Linked DNA regions of Gasterosteus aculeatus: region 2 is linked to region 1. A link is a contact called in public Hi-C data. All regions are on one chromosome and are shown on one strand. The core of a region is the stretch at or near the end of the contact, and the rest is flanking DNA. Distances in the headings are between cores, read along the strand shown. Region 1 holds the start of rpf2 (ribosome production factor 2 homolog). Region 2 overlaps cdk19 (cyclin dependent kinase 19).

Evidence for each region. Hi-C and Micro-C count contacts between places; a contact is called where the count stands out from the background.
Region 2: a Hi-C map of liver shows a contact between it and region 1, with 5 times the contacts expected there. The contact joins the enhancer-like site here to the promoter of rpf2 in region 1. A contact is called at or near these places in 6 of 6 Hi-C or Micro-C datasets (blood and trunk muscle, liver, skeletal muscle and 2 more).

What each region holds. Positions count from the first base shown.
Region 1 is chr18:4,716,966-4,720,283 of fGasAcu3.hap1.1, forward strand. rpf2 (ribosome production factor 2 homolog) reads right to left here and starts at 1,712. Exons shown (of 10, transcript XM_040161483.2): 1 at 1,445-1,712; 2 at 479-611; 3 at 44-81. The coding sequence starts at 1,467. It overlaps amd1 (adenosylmethionine decarboxylase 1), which reads right to left. Exons shown (of 9, transcript XM_040161482.2): 9 at 2,265-3,318.
Region 2 is chr18:4,769,904-4,773,331 of fGasAcu3.hap1.1, forward strand. cdk19 (cyclin dependent kinase 19) reads left to right here. Exons shown (of 13, transcript XM_040161480.2): 13 at 1-2,884. Among protein-coding and RNA genes, the nearest start is that of tab2, 16 kb to the right of the region's middle. Within about 2 kb of position 1,643, at least 8 of the 9 cell types and tissues checked have open chromatin away from gene starts, as enhancers often do. A contact at or near this core is called in liver, where this site is marked.

The DNA.
Region 1 (3,318 bases), core at 462-2,961:
ATTTCCTTCAGACTTTCTTGATCATCTTAGTAATTGCACTTACTTCTTGAACAACACAGCATTGGGCTTCTTCAAGGCATACTGCAGGAACAAAAAAATCACAATCACTCAGGGTGAGTGAGCATTTTTGATTTATTTAGTATGCTGTTATGCTATTATATTAAGGGAATAACGCAATAGAACCAGCAAAGCACTGTATAGTATTTAGTGTGAATGGCAGAGAAATGTTTCTGGTTTCAATGCACATTCATATTTCACTCCTAAAACATAAAATAACATTATAAGTTAAAAATATCCACCCTAAATAGACTTGGAGTACACTGGGAGTGCCAATGTCCTTCTCCACTTAGACGAAAAGGTGAGAAACTACCCTTCTACGTGGATGAACGAGTTCAGAGTTTTTAATCCTTCACTACTCATTAAACCTTTAGAACGTGCCATCTGGGCAGGAAGCCTTTGTCCCTGTCGGGTCACTTACTATGTCCTTGAGGGCCTGGGTGACGGTCAGACTGGAGTTCCCCCCTTTCATAATCATGGCGGTCTTCACGTCCTCTGTCAGCTTGGGCGCTCTGCCCTCCAAGAAGCGCTTGGCACGCTTCGTCTTGGGTTTTCTGAGGACAAACACACAAACAAATGCAAGAGATGACCCTCTACACAGTGCTGTTCACCCCTACACAAAAAACATATAGTAAAAAAAAAAAAAAAAAGGTAATCAGATTTACAACATCTGTTTTGGAAATTAATGCTATTAACAGTTTATCTTGTAATGTTGCTGGATATGTCGGTCGTTTTCATTTGTGAGCTAAACGAAATATAATACATGTCATATGCAATACGAATGAATATATTGCTTCCATATTAACATTACACGATTTAGTTTCAGATTTAAGACAACGATGCTAACCACAAGTAATAAGGAATACATATTCTAATGATGCTGCTTATTCTTCTCAGCCTACAGATGCATTATCCTTATAGATCACTAGTTTATTAAACGTAAGATAATTAAATATTAGAAAGAAATATTGATCCGCATGTGATGAAAAGGGAACTTAATCTTTATTAGAAGTTGAAATATTATTTTCAGCGGACAGGTCAGCAGACCAAACTCTTCGTAAATAACAGTGCATCGAGCAGCTAAGTCAACAACACGTGTTGACGCAAGATACACAACTTAAATCTTCAGCTGACTGATATTTGGAAAAAACACAGAGACAATATATTAGTTTGCACTGGATGTAGAAAACCATAAAACAATTCCACCACGAGTTACAGCGAGACTATCGCGTAACTAGTTCGGACTCCACTTTGAGCTACTGTTAGCTCAAACTACCACGCTAAGCTAACGTTAGCGCTTCTCACACGGTTACGAGTCCTGCACACAGAAAGTTACACGCGGACGCTCGAACACGGTGAGCTCAAAGGAGTACATTGTCCAACTTACACTATACCGTCAAACTTCGGCATTTTGGGTGTCTTTAGTGGTTTTCCTGCCGGATGGATGAGCTCTTACGGTGCAGTTCCTCCACGTGAATACGAGCGGCGGAAGTCAACATTGGCGATGATCTTCTTCGTTGGTGTAGGGTTGGTAGATTTCCTGCTTCGAGTGAGTTAACGTCATCTAGTGTCGCGCTTCCACAACACATCGCATACTGTTCACTAGGGGGAGCTACAGACCAGGACATGTCAATGTTCTATTATGTACTAGTTTTCAATAACTTCTTACTCCATACTTGACAACTAATTTACATTTAGTTGGTGTAAAATATTACGTGGCCTTCACAAGCAATGCTTACACACCGCGATTCTGAATGGCCATTCAGCAGTACATTGTAGATGACCAAGGGATACTATATTATTTTTAGGAGATTGTAAATTATCACTTTTCCCTATGATATAAAAGGGATGGCATCTAATCAAATTTTTGTAACTGGATATTTAAAAAAAACCTTCACATTTGATTTAAAAATGTAAAATCAGCTAAAAGCAACATTTTTTTAATGACTGTCTCTATATACTGCACGTGTTTATGTTGTCAGGTTTTTGCAGTTTGATTTTATAGTATATAGTTATAGTTTAAATATTATAGTAAAAATAATTCATTACTTTTACTCTATCCTGCAAGGTCTCGCTTTGAGGAAATCAATAATTATAAAACTTAGGTAAATATGCAAGTATAAGTTGGCATCAATTAACTCGTGAGCGTTTCACCTGTTGCCCTAAAATCGCACCATCTTTTTCTTCTCAATAAAGACCTCAACAAGTTGCACAGATAAGCCTATTTTTTTATTGAAGCATCAAGCTCGTAGCAGATATATTTAGCACATCTTGACCATCCAAATAACAGCAAAAGGAAGAATTTGAATAGCAAAATTTCTCCTTCAGTGCATCCTGCAACTGCACCCCCTTCTGACCCGAGGGCGGGGGGGGGGCTTTCCCCCCTCAGCATCCAATGTGAAAACACAAACATTTCAGCTTTGAAAAGGTCATGCCGCAATGTCAAAACAAATTGGTTTCACAACAAAATTACTATTTGGACAAAAAAAGTTTAAAAAGGGGAAAGCAAAAAAATGGGTTTTAAAAACAAATTGAGATTGGTCCCAGTCCAAACCCCCCCCCCCCCCCCCAAAAAACCTTTGAATTGTAATACAATTTTCTACAAAAAAAAACAAAAACAACTTTTGAGTTTGCGGTGTGATACCTATCCATCTATAGATATATACATAGTTATAAAAAGAACCGTACCATAATGATCCAAAAGAACAAGTCTCAATTATACTTACTCTAGTAAATAAAACCGCTAATTTTGAGCCGCTGTGCAACATGTGTGACGAAAAAAAAGGAATCTAACAGTCAATGCGTTGAGAACATTTCATGACTGGGTGTATGGAAAAAAACAACGAGGCCACAAAAAAAAAAAAAGGGGGGGGTCCCCTTTGCTACGTGGTGGTCCAGCTCGCGGGTTCAAGAGCGCGTTCTCTGGCAGGAGAAGCGTTGTGAACGCAGCGGAGCCAGGCGGAGGGCACTGACCGGATTCAAGCTTCAAAAGGATTACAAATAAGAAACCCCTCCAAGTACAGTTAGTTTGAAAGTGAATCCTAGGGGAAGACATTTTTATTCATAAATTCAGTCCATGCGTTTTGCAAAACACGTCAGGGTACGATCTAAGTTGGTACAAAAAAGAAAAAGGTGAAGCACACAGACGAAGAGGAGATATAAGAGATGGCGCTAAGCTACAATGTCAAGCTACAATGCATGTCACATTTTTGACCATTCAGTGCAAAAAAAAAAAAAAAAAAAAAAAAAAATCAATGTAAT
Region 2 (3,428 bases), core at 393-2,892, 53 kb after region 1:
CTTAATAGAAGTCATTGGAAATATCGACACACGTAGAAGTGATTGCACGGAAGGAAACGCAGGAGGAAAAGCCCTTTTTTTTTCAGATTACACTAGAGATGAGAATCTCTCTCATAATCAAAATGGGAGCTTAAGCTAACCCTGTACTTTTGAAGAAAAAAAACACATGTTTCTACACAAAAACAAAAAAAATCAGCACCTAAACTGATGTAATTTCAGGGAAATAATAAATGCAAAAATTTCACTTAATCTTATGATAGGGTTTCTGTGGTTAGACCTCTCTTTACCTAGATATGGGGAAGTGAAAAAAGAGGGAGTCAGTTCTGTATATTCTGATTCACTCCGCTACCTAGCTAAGATTTGACAGATCTCTGTTTCCCTTGACAACGGCAGCCTTTTTTCAAGGATGTTGGACTCTTCTCGTTGGCGGCCAGCAGCTCCAGACTGTTTTTCTGGTTCGGGAGCTGCCAGTTCCACACTTTCAAGGTTGATGAACACGATTGTGCGCATTTAAATGTACAGGGCAGCTATTAGTGTGGCCCCCACCACACACACACATCAAACTATATGCCTGATGTCCAATTTTTTAAAGGTTTCAATGTTATCATTGTTGCCCTGTGAGTGTGTGTGCATGTGTGTGTGTACAGTATGCTTTGTTATGCATGGTGGTTATCCTTTGCGTTACTAGGATGGCACTGACTGCTAGACGTTCCTGCAGAGAACTGTAAAAACTAATTTGTGGATGAGTTTCATTCTGTTCCACTCCGACCCTGCAGCCATTTGGCTGAGACTGGAGCTCATTTGTAAAATGTATTTTTAATATAATTTTTTTTTTGTGGCCACGCCCCATTGCCCTCTACAGACCAGCCGCCGCTGGCTAGGAGTTAACTAAGCTTACATGCAGCTGTAAGGTACAATTTTGAAGGTGCAGGTGCTTAACTTTTCTCCTTTTCACTCTTTCATGTAATACTTATTCTCCATAACATTTATCTAAGAGATGGAAGTACTAGTTACTAGTTCACATGTAAATTATGATGTATTCATCCCCACAAATAGCTCCTCATTTTGTTTTTGGAATAATCAAGTTTTATTTGATTATAATTTGAGTGCAGCCACCACTGAAGTCCTTGTCAGTTCTTTTTCTATTTCAAATGTTAGATAAACATTTGAAATAGAAAAGTTAAAATACTCTTTGTGCCATAACAGTGTTTAGGACATAGCAATAGCCAGAATTGTATATTAAAGATTGAAGCTTTTGTGCTCTTAAATTGAATTGCCGAGATTATATAAAGTACTTCAAAGTAGCTGCACCTCACAAGAGCAAATCCATTTTCGTAGTAAGACATTTTTACTTTTAATGCCTTAAGTAAATTCAGCAGAAGATACCATAGTAGGATTTATTGCAAGCCTTTTACTCTTAAAGACTTATTTTGTATTGCTATATTGTTGTTTAATCAAAGCATCTGCAAACTGAAGTGAGACAATCCTCCCTGCACAAGTAAAAGTGAGGTAGTTTTTGTATTTTTTTATCCCACGTCGATCCTTTTTTGTTTCCCCATAACTTGCTCCATTCTCACTGGCCGTGCTCGGTCACATGACCAGCCATCAGGCAGATTGTATTGCAGAATGCTCCCATTGACTCGACTGTAACTGCGTGTTGGCAGTACAGAAGTGGAGCCAGCAGGGTTTGCAGGGGCCAGATGTGTGGCCTGCAGTAGGATAAGAACACATTGACACCTTGTGGCTGAAACGAGAACTGGCCTTTGTAAGAAATTATCAATATTGTTTCCAGAATATTTCATGCATTGATATTAAGATGCGTCTCTAAGTCTCCTCAGTGACTCCTCAGTGATCCCTGCTGTCCCTTACTGGGTCCGTCTCTGCACCAGTCGGCTTACTACAGTCTCGCAGAAGTTCAGTTTTCATGTCACAAAGACAATGTCCGTGTATTTGCAAATAAGGTTGTGTATGAGTCATACTTTGGTCCAATACACATTAGATCTGCTTTGGTCTCCAACTCCTTCATGTAAATATCTGACTCTTTAGCAGCTTGATTGCTCATTAGATTAATTAGATTCAGCTCGTCAAAGTGCCACAGATGGTAAGTGACTCTACGCTTGTTACATAGGGTCTTTTCAAAATATACTTCCACCATGGGTGCTTGATTTTCGTGTTTAATGACGGCATTAGGATTTTTAAAAAGAGTGGGCTTTAAATATTATTGTTGCGTAATTGGTATTGTGAATGAGGTATAAAAAGATGCCGGTTTCACACAGGACATGGATTGCGTTCTCCTGGGTGAAAGTCCCGGGTTACTGGGCCTCATCCACCTAACCCTTTCCACACGTTTTGACGCCAAGTGGGCACCGCCCCCGGGATGGTAATTGTGTTGTGAGGGAGGACGGGTTGGATTGACAGCTAGTTTTCCTGCTGCTGGATGCTGCTGGATAAGAGCAAAGTTTTGTGTGGCTTGAAAACCTAAATAGATTTTGGGAGGAACCGAAGAGTCGATCCTTCTCTGTGCATTTCACACTGTGACATCAGTGATTTGATCAATTGTTAACACATAAATGACAATACATGCAGCTTTAAAACCAAACTCTAGGTTACATGATGTAGACATAAAATATTTTGTCAGGGAGCTCTTCTAAATTTGTGTCGCTTTAGTAGTACGCAAATCCGTGGGGACGTGCTCTGCTTCCTTTTTTTTGGGGAGGAATCCGAACCAGCAGTTATTCAAATGTTTTCTCCTCCCTTTCATATGTGTATTGTAAAATCAAACTGCTTATCAGACAATTTCTCTCTGGTGGTGTATTATGGTTATAAGTATTATTGAGCAATTGACAAATTACTGTCAAACAACTCCTATGCAAAAAAAAAGAAATTCAAATAAAATCCCAGACTACAGCTTTCACTGAGGATGCTTCAGTTTCTGCAGTTCTCAGCTTCTAGTAGATGTTGATGGGTGTATTGTGTAGAACTTGAATTCAAAAGTACGAAACAGCGCTCCTCTTATCTCATCCTTTTCCACTGAGGTCAAAAATGTACTCTAAATGAAACTATTGTAAAGAAATGCATATACTGTATACATGTATATGGATACTATATGATCATATTTATTATTTACATGCGTTGATGGATAATGCACATGTTTTCTTAACTGTCCTCTGCCTTAACTATAGTAGCTGTAGAACAGGGACATCTGTTAGACAAAACCGGTGTCACTACACATTATTTCTTGTTCTTTCCTCTCTAAACGTGCTGACTATTTACTAAATGTGGCTCTGCGTTCGATAGAATGAAGACGATGCCGCTTGCGCATATGTGTCTCCTTGCTTTGTTCTTTTTACAGGAATGATAATGATGTACGCCTTTATTCGTGTGGATGGTGCCTTGTTTGGCGTTGGAGATTTTTTTTAAAAATCGTA